Linked DNA regions of Sus scrofa: all the other regions are linked to region 3. A link is a contact called in public promoter capture Hi-C data. All regions are on one chromosome and are shown on one strand. The core of a region is the stretch at or near the end of the contact, and the rest is flanking DNA. Distances in the headings are between cores, read along the strand shown. Region 1 holds the start of PRPF4B (serine/threonine-protein kinase PRP4 homolog). Region 2 holds the start of FAM50B (protein FAM50B). Region 3 holds the start of PSMG4 (proteasome assembly chaperone 4). Region 4 holds the start of LOC110261697 (collagen alpha-1(III) chain-like).

What was found. Promoter capture Hi-C pulls out the DNA fragments that hold promoters and counts their contacts.
Region 1: a promoter capture Hi-C map of liver shows a contact between it and region 3, with 7 times the contacts expected there. The contact joins the promoter of PRPF4B here to the promoter of PSMG4 in region 3. A contact is called at or near these places in 2 of 5 promoter capture datasets (fetal liver and liver) and 2 of 2 datasets of contacts at active chromatin or transcription factors (alveolar macrophages and skeletal muscle).
Region 2: a contact with region 3 is called in a promoter capture Hi-C map of fetal liver, with 4 times the contacts expected there. The contact joins the promoter of FAM50B here to the promoter of PSMG4 in region 3. A contact is called at or near these places in 2 of 5 promoter capture datasets (fetal liver and liver).
Region 4: a promoter capture Hi-C map of liver shows a contact between it and region 3, with 5 times the contacts expected there. The contact joins the promoter of LOC110261697 here to the promoter of PSMG4 in region 3. A contact is called at or near these places in 2 of 5 promoter capture datasets (fetal liver and liver) and 2 of 2 datasets of contacts at active chromatin or transcription factors (alveolar macrophages and skeletal muscle).

Annotation. Positions count from the first base shown.
Region 1 is chr7:2,380,895-2,384,285 of Sscrofa11.1, forward strand. PRPF4B (serine/threonine-protein kinase PRP4 homolog) reads left to right here and starts at 1,610. Exons shown (of 18, transcript XR_002346264.1): 1 at 1,610-1,810.
Region 2 is chr7:2,288,983-2,292,333 of Sscrofa11.1, forward strand. FAM50B (protein FAM50B) reads left to right here and starts at 1,479. Exons shown (of 2, transcript XM_013977400.2): 1 at 1,479-3,351.
Region 3 is chr7:1,978,670-1,981,710 of Sscrofa11.1, forward strand. It overlaps PSMG4 (proteasome assembly chaperone 4), which reads left to right and starts at 1,626. Exons shown (of 3, transcript XM_001927667.5): 1 at 1,626-1,872. The coding sequence starts at 1,699. LOC110261762 (a long non-coding RNA gene) reads right to left here and starts at 1,549. Exons shown (of 2, transcript XR_002346234.1): 1 at 1,075-1,549; 2 at 1-332.
Region 4 is chr7:2,246,192-2,249,649 of Sscrofa11.1, forward strand. LOC110261697 (collagen alpha-1(III) chain-like) reads left to right here and starts at 2,188. Exons shown (of 3, transcript XM_021099999.1): 1 at 2,188-2,629; 2 at 2,716-3,423. The coding sequence starts at 2,188. PXDC1 (PX domain-containing protein 1) reads right to left here and starts at 2,795. Exons shown (of 6, transcript XM_001928852.5): 1 at 1,934-2,795. The coding sequence starts at 2,189.

The DNA of each region.
Region 1 (3,391 bases), core at 360-2,859, 400 kb after region 3:
AGCAACTACAGCTCCCATTGGACCCCTAGCCTGGGAACCTCCATATGCGGTGGGAAGGGGCCCTAGAAAAGGCAAAGAGACCAAAAAAAAAAAAAAAAAAAGAAAGAAAATATAAACCATTCTTAACATAGTTCTGAAAACTATTTTATTTGAAAGAAGCCTTCTGGATTTCCCTGGTGGCACATCAGGTTAACAATCAGGCAATGTCACTGCTATTGTGGAGGCTGTGGCTCCCGTCTGATCCCTGGCCTGGGAACTTCCACATGCCTCAGGCGAGGCCCAAAGGAGAGAAAAGAGAAAAAAAAAAAAAAAGCAGCAGCAGCATTCTCAGTTATTATACCTGAATTTGATTATTAAGGGGACAGAAAGCCTTCATAAAGGAAACAATATAATTAAGGACCATATAAAGAAATGCCACAGGAGTTCCTGCTGTGGCGTAAGGGAAACGAATCTGACTAGGAACCATGAGGTTGCAGGTTCATTTGATCCCTGGCCTCGCTCAGTGGGTTAAGGATCCAGCATTGCATAGGTCACACATGCGGCTCAGATCTGGCGTGGCTGTGGCTTAGGCTAGCAGCTTGCAGTTCTGATTCAACCCCTAACCTGGAAATCTACATATGCCACGGGGGTGCAGCCCTAAAAAGCAGAAAAAAAAAAAAAAAAAGGAAATGCTACAATAGGTGTGGGGTGGGGCAACCCCCAAAAGTCAATAAATATCCAAGGTTGATTTAATGTTAGTAATATTCATGGGGGGAAACGCTTATTAACATTAAACACGTTTGGAATTCAGCCAACCAGGGGCTTATTTTGTCGGAATATTTGTAACTCCTCCCCTCTATAAAATCATGAGGTATATAAGATCAGATATTCCGAGGTCAAAATTCTAGGCCAAACCCCACAAACTCAGTTGCTGACAAGAATAAAAGTGATCACCACCCTGCTTTTAAGATTCAGATCATGGAGAAAGATACTTTTGAGAGAGAGCATATAAAAACATACGTTGAAAGCTCTCCAAGAGCCAATAAATGTTTTCTCATACAATAGTTCATTACTCATAATGAGATACATAACCATTACATAATTGCATTACTGTAGATGCCATTATTATGGAAAAACAATCACATGAAGGTATTCGGGCCAAAAATATTACTTAAAAATTCAATTTACGGAACCAGCGAACATGAACAGGAGCAAGGGACTCCTGAATCCTTATGCTGAAGATTTCAAATAAATGTATCAACAATAGCTCCCTCTGTCCTGGCTCCAGCCCTACCTTTCAGTTTTCTCAACTTGCCTTTCTACAAGCTTTCCCTTAATGCCTTAATGCTAGGCAATAAAAAGGCATTCATTATGCTCCCAGCGTTGCTCTTGTTTGCCCTAGTTTCGGAATTTTAACTAAGTCTGGGTCCCACAGTGAAACCGGTTCTCGGAACTGCGACCACGGCGCAGACAGCCTCCTCCCTCCGCTCCCTCCTCCCTCCAGCACCCAGAACTCCGCCTGGGTTCCAGCACGCAGCCCAGGCAACGTAACCGCTTACGGCCCGAGCCGGCGCCGCAGCCCCGCCCCGCCCCGGAAGTGCGTCACGACGCTCGCGCGCCCCGTCCCCGGATGCACTTTTATATCCGGATTCTTCGAGCGGCCTCAGCTCCACGGTTCCCGACGCGGTCGGCACATGCGCGAGGACCCTGCTCCCTCTTCCTCCGCCTCCACTGGCTCCCACCGTCCGGGAAGCCGCCGCCACCGCCGCCGAGGAGTCAGGAAGTTCAAGATGGCCGCCGCGGAGGCTCCGACGCTGCGGGAACAGCCAGAGTAAGTAGTCTGGGAGCGCGGAAGGCCGGCGTCCGGGCCCGGCCGAGGGGAACCGGCGGAGAGCTGCCAGGCGGGCGGGAAAGTTCGGGCCCCGCGGCCACGGCCAAACTTTGCCTCGCGCGCGCGCGCGGGTCGTGGGGCGCGGGCGGGCGGCAAGCCGCGCGCCGCTCGCCCGGAGGCCGCGGCTGTTGGGTCCAGGGCGGCGGGGCCTGCCGCGTCGTTGCCCCGGGAGGCGTGGGCGCGAGCGGCCTCTACAGGTCCGGGGCGCGAGGCCCCAGCGCGGGCGCGCCTTCCGCCTGTCCTCCGCGGGGATGAGCCAGGCTCCTGGCCGCAGCCCGGCGGCCTCGGTGCGGACCCCCGGAGCAGCCGGGCGGCAGCGGGCGAGCCCTGAGACCTTCCCTCTGCAGGCGGTACCGGTGGTCCTGGTGCCGGTGTCACGTTTAGGACCTGGAGGCAGAGAAGACAAGGGCGCGGGGCCGCCCTCCTTAACCATCCCAGAGCTAGAGTTTGTGGCTGGCGGGGTACTTCCTCCAGCATCCACCCGATATTCATCCCCCTGCCCATTGCAACTCATTTGCCAGCTTGCGAACTTGAGGCAAAGTAAGATCAAGTTCTCGGTTTTGAGGCCTAGTGTTTTTAGCCAGAGCTTATAGCGTTCATTTGGGAGTGGGAGAAATAATGGGCATTGTTACCACCTTCCGAACCCAAGCACTTCACGTCTGTAATTAAGCTAATTATGTGCGGCCGAGTGAAAACCTACTTGTATGTGCGGCAAGGCTAACCATTGCTTAACTAAAAGCGGTGTTTCGTTTTTCATGTGTTTGATAGGGAAACTCAAGAACATAAGAGAATGGATTTTAAAACAGTATTGCTATAACGACCCTTTTTTTGGCATCGGCATTATCTGATTTGTTTCTAGCCATCTTAGGAAAGAGGCAGATATAGTCTCCCAGCAACTTTGGGCTGAGAGAGGGTGGAAATCTCCCCACCGGTGCTGTTCGCCCAGCTCTGGACCCTTCGGTGATTTGCTTTGCTCAGCTAGACAGGGAGTACAGATTTTTTATCAAGAGCTTCTGAAAGCAGATTTATCATCTTAACAATTTTACTTAAAAGAGAGCAAATGGGTCCTGAAGTTTTAACTAGACTTTGCCTTTCTCATCCACTTCACAGTGTGGCCCAGTTATGTCTTCGTGCCAGGACAGCGCAGGTCTTAGACTGTGCAGATGATTTTTCTAGTAATCGGTTTAAAGTTCTATGTATTATGTTCACTTACTTGATTTCAGGGACAGTTCCGATTGCTTTTGAGGAGTGGTTCAGCCATCTTTATTTACATGTTCAAATAACACTAGATATAATAATAATAATAATTTGTAGGCCCTGCCATATGAATGACAGTATGAATAGTCTTTCATGCTACTCCCTCTGCTCAGAACACTTGGTGTGCATAGAATACTTGGTCTGTATGTGTCCCACTTTCGCTTATTTGAAAATGTTTCACAAAGAAAATGACAGTTTGGAGGAGTTCCTGTCGTGGCTCAGTGGTTAACAAATCCAACTAGGAACCATGCAGTTGCAGGTTCG
Region 2 (3,351 bases), core at 229-2,728, 310 kb after region 3:
CAGCGGGGGCTTTTGTGCACCACTGGTCTTGGCCCTGGCGGGGCGGCTGCACCATGGGGGTGGGGGGTCCAGGCTTTGAAGCCTGCATCCTCTTTGCATCAGAGGTTTTGAAAAAGGCTGACAGCTGAGTTCTGATCCCCAAGCACTTGGAGGAGAAGGAGGCGTTTACCGGCCAGGAGGCTGTGGAAGTCAGACGGCGGCTTCTTTTCATCCAGGGGCCAGGGCCCCCTCCACTGGCCGATGCCCGCTTCGTCCCCCCCCGCCTCTCTGACGGCTGCCCCGCACCCTCTCGGGAGCAGCGAGCTGAGCTTAGTTGTGACTTCAAATGAAAACCTGCTGATCACACGTGTATCTTTTCCATTTATTTTAAAGTTGTGTCTAAATACACCTAACACCCAATTTACCATTTCAACGGTCTTTAAATTGCTGTTCTGTGACATTAAGTAGCTTCGCCTTGTTGTGTAACCTCCATCCATCCACAGAAGTGTGTCATCTTCCCAAAGAGAAACTCTGTCCCCTTTAATTTTTTTTTTTTTTTAATCTTTTAGGGCCACACCTGCGGCATAAGGAGCTTCCCAGGCTAGGGGTGGAATTGGAGCTGTAACCACCAGCCCATGCCACAGCCACAGCAACACGGGACCTGAGCCATGTCTGCAATCTACATCACAGCTCACGGTGATACTGGATCCTTAACCACTGAGCGAGGCCAGGGATCAAACCTGCGTCCTCAATGGATACTCGTTGGATTCGTTTCTGCTGCGCCACGACAGGAACTCCACTCTGTCTGCTTAAACACTAACTCGCCATCACCTCGCTTCAGCCACTTGACAGCCACCCTCCCACGTTCTGTCTCTGATTTTGATGACTCTAGGGGCCTCTAGAATAACTCAGTACATGGCTTTTTGTGACTGGCTTTTTTCACTGAGCATGACGTCTTCAGGGTTCCTCTGTACTATAGCCTGTGTCAGAATTCCTTCCAATTTAAGGCTGAATAATACTGCATTTTATGAAGAGACCACATTTTCTTACCCGTTTATTCTTCGATGGACAGCTGGGTGGCTGTCGTGAATAAGGCTGCTACGAACGCGGGTGTGCACATGGCTGTTCAAGACTATTTTCAATTCTTTGGGGACAAACCTAGAAGAGAGGTGTCTAGACTACATGGTAATTCCATGGAAATTTTCTGAGAACCTGCCACACTGTTGTGTTTATTTTTTTAAAGGGTTGCATAAGATGGGAATGTAACTCTTTAAATTTAAAAAAAAAAAAAAAATAGGAGTTCCCGTCTTGGCGCAGCGAAACGGATCTGACTAGGAACCATGAGGTTGCAGGTTCGATCCCTGGCCTCGCTCAGTGGGTTAAGGATCCATTGTTGCCGTGAGCTGTGGTGTAGGTCGCAGACACGGCTCGGATCTGGCGTTGCTGTGGCTATGGTGTAGGCCGGCGGCTCCAGCTCTGATTCGACTCCTAGCCTGGGAGCCTTCATATGCCACGGGTGCAGCCCTAAAAAGACAAAAGACAAAAATAAAAGTTAAAAAAATAAAATAAAGAGCATAAGAAACGTAGGTTTCGTGGCAGATCTGTCGTTCACGGAGGAGGCGGGCTGCAGTGTTGCATTTTCTTTCTGGTTGATCCTCGTGGGGAAGTTTTATAAGCTTCCTTCTCTTTAAGGATCTGGTCAAATTAGAGTCTATTATTAGTAGCATATAGTCAGTGAAGAGCAGAAGGAAGAGCTACTAAATTTATTCTTTAGAGAAGACTGCACAGTTAAGGCGATTGCCTTGTCCTGCTGAGGTGTGTTTACTCACCTGAACCGTGACCTTTCATCTCCCCCGTCACTCATTCATTCATTCCTTGGTTCCTTCAAACCCACTGCCACCTGCTGGCCGTTAGTCAGCAGGCAGGGCTCTCTCCCCCAGGCACCTGCGTCTGTGTCTCACTACTCTAACCATGCGCTGGACACGCGAATGCCCCAGCAGTTAGACCCAAATGACGAGGGGCATGAGGGGCGCGGCCCGGAGACCCCGGGAGCCTGGGTCCCAAGGAGCAGCGGCTGGTGGCTCTGGGGAAATGCAGGCCCGCGGTTCCAGATCATTCTCGCTTCCAGGTAAGGCAAGACATCGAGAAGCTGGTGTGAAATCTGCCCGTTTTAAGTGCTAACCCCTTATTCAGAAAAAAAAAAATTAAACCCGGCACAGGCCAAATAAAAATACATTTGTGGTCAAATGCAGCCCTCGGGTCAGTAGTCCTGGCCTCCACCCACTCCAGTGAAGTTCTTCCCGGGTCACAGAGGCCGAGTCCGCACTCTTGTTTCCCACTGGGTGTCCATCGAGAGGGGATGGACGGACCGAGAAAGGGGAGGGAGGCGGCTCTCCACGAAGCCCCCGGAGCAGTGGCTGCTCAGCCCCCGCAGGCCTGGGCCTCTTGGCTTCACTGTGTGTTACTGGAATGTTTCCCAAGGGATAAGCTTCCGCCAGAACTGACGGCACGGCCATCTCTTTCCACTGTGACTCGTCCTAAGTCACGCTTGCCTTCCTCTCAGGTGGCACTGGCCTGGCCAGGAGAGTCGTGGGAAACGGCAGAAGGGAACGGAACTGAATACTCAGTCAGTGGGATTGAGCAGGATTTCGCTTTGCAGTTGGCACGAGGAACGCCCTGGGGCGGCCCGGGACTGACCGGAGCCCGGCCACTGGGGAGCTCCACGTTGTGGGACCTGCCCCAGAGCCCCGACACTACACCAGACCTGGGATCCCGCGACATCCTGTGCCACACCCCTGGGCTGTCACCCGTGGGTGGGTGACAACATCCACTGCTGGCTGGGCTCCTGCAGGACCAGGAAAGGCCGCGACGGGGCTGTTTTCAGGGCGTAAGGACGGGGCCTGGGGTGCGTGTGTGGAGCCCGCACAGGTGCTGGGCGGAGCCCATGGGGCTGAGGAAGGCGGGGGCCCACGATGGGAATCCCACATCCAAAGCTGTGGCCTCTGGGTCGAAGGAAGGATACTTTTCAGGGAAGGAGGGGAGAACCCCTTTATTTGATAGTTCCTGGCACGACTTACAACACTTAATTTATAAAACTTTAGGCATCTAGCCGTGGTATGCAGCCCTCCATGTGTACGCAAGCTGGCAACCCCAAGATGTCAGGAGTGGCCTGGGGCCCAGTTCCTTTTGCCCGGGTATTCTGGTCACTACTACTGTGTTAACTGGTGCTACAAACCACCATCTCATTATGCTCGTGGATTCTCTGGGACAGAAACTTGGACTGGGCACAGCTTATCTCTGCCCCACCATGTCTGGGGCCTCGGCTGGAAGAACTGCTCGGTGGGGGGAGGGGGGTGACACTATCGTCGGTGC
Region 3 (3,041 bases), core at 376-2,875:
TTTGATGAGGATGTAGCGGTGCCAGAAAAAGCTCTTGTGCGGCTGATGGATACAATTACAAGGTACAGTCACTGTGGAAACAGCTTGTCAGGTTCTTAAAAAGTTATAAAGGATACAGCCATACTACTCCTAGACATTTAACTACAAGAAATGGAAGCATGTGTGCATAGAGACTGACTCGCACATGAGTTCACAGCAGCTTCGCTGCAATATCCCCAAAGTGAAAACAGTCCCAAAGAATATCAACACGTGTGAAGGGATAAACAGTGGTGCGTCCACACAGCAGAACAGTGCTCATCAATAAGGGAGAAGCGACCAACATACGTGACAACCTGGAGGAAACGCAAAATAACTGTGATGAGTGGAAAGGCAGACAAAAAATTGTGCATACGGCATCTTCCATTTACATAAAACTCCAGAAAATGCAAACTACTCTGTAGTGACCACCAGCAGCTCAGGGTTTGAGGAGGGGAAGGAAGGGTTACCAGGGGCTTCAGGAAGCCTCTGGGACTGATGGCCACGTGCCCTCTCTTGACTGCAACGATGGTTTCATGGGTTACACACGTGTCACAACTTCAATTTGAATCCTTGGAGTAGTGTACTTGTGTATTAATTATACATTAGGAAAGCTGTTGAAAACTGCTGACCTGAACATTAGGTGTGTAACTGAATCATTGATAACGAGCCAACAAACTTTCAACAATATTTGCCCTCATAAATGTCAATTTAATCAACCTAGCCCTTTTAGAGATTGAAAAAGCAGAACTCTGAGGGTTCTGACATAAACCCCAAGTCAGCTTAAGAGAATCGGACAAAAACGGGGCTGTGTGCTTTTACCCCAAAGGTTGTCTCGGCACATCGAAGGCCTTCTTATGTCAACCTTGTGGCCCAGAGTGACTGCAATTAAAGGTCCCAGCGGATGACACTGGCCCCCTTCATCTGCCTCCCTGTGGTCGTTCACATCCTTCCCACTCCCCTGGGAGGCGCCCGCTCTTACTCCCACTTTGCATATGCAAGGCCCGTGCTTGTACAGGACCTCAGCTCCGGGGGTTTGGGTCAGGTGAGGAAACCCACCCCTTAACTCAGTCCAGGTAACTGTCCTTTCTCGAGCTTTTCCCAGTATCTTTGCCATTCTCACGACTAGCTGCATTCAAGGCTTCCCGCAGTTTCCGGGCTGCCGGGACCAGCAGGATTTGGGAAAATCTAGCCATCCCGTACGATGGCGGCGGCTGCTCTGAGTGTTTTCGGCACCGACTAAAAGCGCTGTGCTTTGCCGGACGGCGCATCTCCACTCGGGAAGATTTTCCTGCACGTCTGTGCAGCAGTCAGTGAGGACGCCGACCCGCTGAGCCCAGGACGAGTCCAACGCAAGACAGAGTGCGGGTCAGGCCTGGGCTCTGCGCGGTCGGGGCTGGATCCGCCGCGGAGCCCGCGGGCAAGACCCGTCCCCTCTCGAGTAGGCCCCGCCCCGCCCCCTCTGGCTCTGCCCCGCCCACTCCTGGCCCGTCCCCACGGCTCCACCTGGGCCCCGCCCTTCCTCCCCGGAGAGCCTCGCTCACTCTCTGGCCCCGCCCACCCTCGGGCCCCGCCCCTGACCCAGGATCGAAAGCGAAGGCGCTCTCGGCGCTCGCTTGCTCTGGTCTGGCGGCGGCGGCGGGAACTGGTCCCCGCGTTCGGCCGGGCGTCCGGGCGGGCGGCATGGAGGGGCCGCGGGCCGCCGCGGCCGGGGACGTCTCTCTGCACAACTTCACCGCGAGGCTGTGGGAGCAGCTCGTCCACTTCCACGTCATGCGGCTGACGGACTCGCTCTTCCTGTGGGTGGGGGCCACGCCGCACCTGCGCAACCTGGCCGTGGCCATGTGCACCCGCTACGTGAGTGCGAGGGGAGGGCCAGGGGCAGGAGCGGAGAGGGGCCCGGTGGGGACGCCGGGGGAGGGGGAGGGAAGGGGGGTTTAGGGGGTGGGTCCCCAGGGGGCGGGGAGGGAGGGGAGAGGGCGCAGGAGAGGGCCTAGGGACTCGGGGGAGGGGTGGGAGCGGGGGTCGGGGCCGAACAGTGACCGAGGGCCTGCTGGGGACGCCACGGATTCCGTGGTCCCCAGATCTCCTGGGCCAGGGAGGCGGGAGGCCTAGGGTTCCCTGAGGCCCTTCCTGTGATGTCCTAGGGACCGGGGGCTGTGGGGGGCGGCGCTACCTTCGAGGAAGCTTCGTCCGGGCGCTAGGCTCGACTTCCACGCCCATCTCTGGTTAGAGTTTCAGGGCTTCCTCGTGGGGCCTCTGTCTTCTCACGCTCCTATCCAACCCCTTTTTTCACGCCGGCTCTGTGTTGCCCACGTTTCCTTTCATTTCCAGCACAGGCTTCTCTGCTGCCTTTCCACTCCAGTGTCTCAATGAAAAGTCTAACAGGCATCTCTGAGTGGGCCTTCGGAGCCCAGCTCCCCGCACCCCTGCTTCTGCAGCAGCCTGCTCCTCTCAGGTGCAGCAGCTCCATGCCACCCTCGGGGTCACCCTGGGATCCCCTCAGAACATGCAGAATCCAGCCCCTTCTCCCCTCCCTCACCTGCCACCTGGGCTAAGCCTTCCTCGGTATCTGTACTGTTTCTCAGAGCTGCTGTAACAAAGTGCAGTAGACTGGGTGGCTTAAAACAACAGAGATTGGGAGTTCCCTGGTGGCCTAGGGGGTTAAGGATCTGCTGTAGTCACAGCTGTGGCGAGGGTTCCACACCTGGCCTGGGAACCTCTGCATGCCTCGTTCCTCCTGGAGGCCCTGGGGGTAAGTCAGCCCGTCTCCTGGGCTTCTAGTGCTGCTGGCACTTTGGTGTCCTCGGCTGACACCCTCGTCATCCAGTCCTGCTGCCAGTGTTACAGGCCATCTCCTCTGTCTCTTCCTCTTTCTGAGGACACTAGTCCTGCTGGATGAGTCCAGCTTAACTTACATGTCAGTTACATCTGCAAAGACCCCATTTCCTAATAAAGTCACCTGCACAGCTGCAGGGGGTTAGGCCTTGGAGGTACTTTTTGGAGGACTTGGCTCAGCACTGCCC
Region 4 (3,458 bases), core at 938-3,437, 270 kb after region 3:
TGGGGCCCCGGGGCCGCCCTCACCTCTCCCCGGTGCTGAGCTGAGCTGGCCCTGGGGGAGGCCCCCTCCGGTCAGGCCTCCAGCCAGGACAACGATTCCCCGTCCCACCAGGGCTGTCGGCACAGGCTTTACACGCAACCCAGACCCGCATCTAACAGCCGCGACCCCCCCTGTGCCCCCACCTCCTCTAACACTCACTTCTCATTTTCCTTCTCAGACACTTGGAAACAGCTCTCGTATCCCCTAGCATCTGGTTTCTCCCTGGGGGTCCCCTCTTCCTGGCCCTGTCTCCTTGGAGGGCCCCCTCTGTGGGGGACTGTGCGCTGACACCTCCCAAACCCAGAACGGACCCGGCACAACTCGCACAGAGGGACAGAGCCAGGCGCGTGTGCAGGGCAGGTCATGTGCCTCACGCACACCTGCCTTCTGCTCTGGATGAGGCGGTGTCCCCACCAGCCCCCAAGGCGACCAAAGCTACACCTCCTCCGTACCATCTACAACCCCGGCAGCCAGCAGCCATTAAGGGGGACAACGAAGGCCACAGTCACGGAGGGCTCACTACGTGGGACACGGGGCATGAACCTCTGTTCTCACAAGTGGGCATCGGGGACTGTGCTGCGGGGGAGGGGCCAGACGGGAGCGGATTTCCAGAGCCCGCCCCGGGTCACAGCCGAGCTGGGTCCCCAACAGAGTAAGGCTGGGGGGGTGGATATGGAGCAGGAGAGGGACGGGGGGGGGGGGGCAGAGGGGAGGGCAGGGACGGCAGGCTCTCTGCCCAGGCTCTGGGGCTCCTGCTTGTTCACCCCACCTTGTTCCAGAAAGGACACAAGTCACTGAGCAAATTGTTCCTTCAGTCTAAGTTTCCTGGGCTTGGACCTTCATTTGCTAAATTAAAAATATAATAACTCACACAGCCAAGGAGTAAATCAAGGTAAACTGCTGCCCTGCTTGAAACGCTACTGAACCACCCCCAGAGCAGCCACAAGTGCCAGGCCAGGAGCAGGCGGTCTCACTCAGGGCCTGCAAACCCTCTGGCTTCGGGAACCTGTCCAAGTGACGCATCTGCCAGAGGATGTGTCATGAGAATGAGCTAATTATCCACAGAATTCACAGGCTGGGGTGAGGCTGTCACCAGGGGGGCTGGAGACCGCAAGACCTCAGGCAGACAGGCAGCTTCGGAGACCCTCGGTAAATGGGGACCCTCCGTAAACTATGTCTCTTCAGGAAGTGCCCCCAAAAGTGCCCAGGCCCTGCTTAAAGGACGGCTCTGGGAGGCGTCACAGAGTCTCAGAGCTGCAGGTGGCCGCACAGGTGTGGTGGGGGGCTGACCCAGTCCCTCCTTCTCAACCTCGGGTCTGGCTTCCTCCCCTCCAACCTCCTCTCCGCGGCCTCCAAACGCCAGCCCGCGAGTAGGAAGTGGGAAGCCACCCAGTTCTCTGAAACTCGAGTCCCCAAGAGCCAGGAAAGTCACAAGGCTCGGGAGGAGGCGGCCAGGGTTAATCAAACCCGAATGCGGACGCACCCCGCGGGGCCCCTCCTGGAATGACAGAGGCCACGTGGCACCTCGCACGTCGGTCAGCAGGGACAAGGGGCGCGGCCCTGCCCGGCTAGGACCGCGAAGGGGCTGCCAGACACGGCGCGACCCCCGCCGGACGCTGCGCTGAACTCTCCCAAACGTCCCCCCGCCCCTCCTGCCGCGGCCAGCGCTGGACGGTGGTTGACCTTGGTGATGGTCAAGGCAACCAGCCTCGGCCAGGGGCCACGGTGCCGATGTGCGGATTCCTGCCGCTGCCACTGCGGCCCGGGCGCCCCTCGCCTGGGGGAAGGCGGAGCCCCTCTCCCTGCACGTCGAAGGAGCCCGCACCCTCCCCCCGGTCCCCGACTCCCACCCAGTGCCCCGAGAGCCCAGCCCCGAGGCCGGGCCCGCGCCCACCTTGGCGCAGCGGCGCGCGCGCCAGCTCCGGCCGGTCCTCGGGGAAGGCGTCGCGGAGGCGCTGCCACAGGCGGCCCAGGTCGGCCAGGCTGCGGTGCAGGTACAGCACGCTGCGGTCCGACCACTCGGTGCGGATCTCGAAGAACTCCTCCTCGTCGCCGCGCCGGCTGACGATGAGCCTGCGGATGCCGTTCACCCAGCAGCCGCGCACGAACATGTTCACGAGCGACGTGCCCTCAAACACCGCCGAGGCCATGCCGCGGGCCGCGCATGCCCCGGCCGGCAGGGGGCGCGCCCGCCCGGGCCGGGGGCAGCCCGGGGCCGGGGTCCGCCCAGAGTCCGTCGGGCGCCTGTATCTGCCCGGGATCTGCGCGGAGCCGGGGTCAATCCAGGGCCGGGGTCCGCCCGAAGTCCGTCCGGCGCCGGGATCGGTCCGGGATCTGCGCGGAGCCGGGGTCTGCCCGGCCTGGGGTCGGTCCGGCGCCGGGGTCCGTCCGAGGTCTGTCCAGAGTCGAAGAGACCTGGGATCTGTCCGGAGCCGGAGTCGGTCAGGGTCTGCCCGGGCTCAGTCCCGGGCTGGCGCCCCTCCGAGGTCTACTTGGGGCCGGGGTCCGTTTGGGCTCCGTCCGGAGACCGGGTCGGTAGGAGGCCTGCTCGAGTCCGGGTCCGTCCCGGCCCGGGGTCGCGGCGGAGCGGGTCTGCGGATGTCGGCCGGGCCTCCGCGCGCTCTCCCGGAGGGCGAGGCTACGAGCGGCGGGGCCGGCCGAGCCGAGGCTTATAAGGCACTTCCCATCGCGGGCGGCGCGGTCGCCGACGTCGAGGCCGCGGCCGCCTCCGCCTTCCCCGCCTCCAGGCAAGAGGACACGCCGCGCGCGGAGGGGTGGCCTGGCCGCCGCGCCCCGCGCCGCCTCCCGAGCCCGCGCTGCTGGGGCCGCGGGGACCCCCGGCCGCCGGGCGGGGCGGAAACCCCAGCGCCGGCCCCGCCTCCCGCCTCCCCCCTCCGCTCCGGGTCCCGAGCCGCCGGCCCGGACTGGACGAGACTGGGGGTGGGAGGGCCGGCCGGCCTGTGCCCGCCGGGTTCCTGGGGAGACTCTTGTCTTTCCGTTTCTCGATCCTGCGCGCCCCACCCGGCCCGCGAGGGGGTGGCAGTGGCACGTGTGCGGGCGGGGGGCGAGGGCGGGGCGCACGGGCTCCGGGGACTTGGCGCCGGGACCGTCTGCCAGGTTCTCCACTGCGCGCCGCCCCCCCATCCACCCTGGGCCGGGCCGGGCTGGGGCGGCCCCCGCCCCGCGGCCCCCGCGCATTCCAGTCGCGCCGCTGCCTGGCCTTGGCCCGGACGCGGCTGGAGACAGACGGGGACGCGGCGGGACAGACAGGCCCGCGCCAGCCAGCCGAGGGGCCGCCCTCCAAAAGGAGAGGGGACCTCCCTGCTGAGAAGTGGGACCGACCCGCGGTGGGAAAGAGCATCCCCGCGGCAGCGGGGGCCCTAGGTGAGCGAGGGGATTTCGGAAGCGGACCCGGGGAA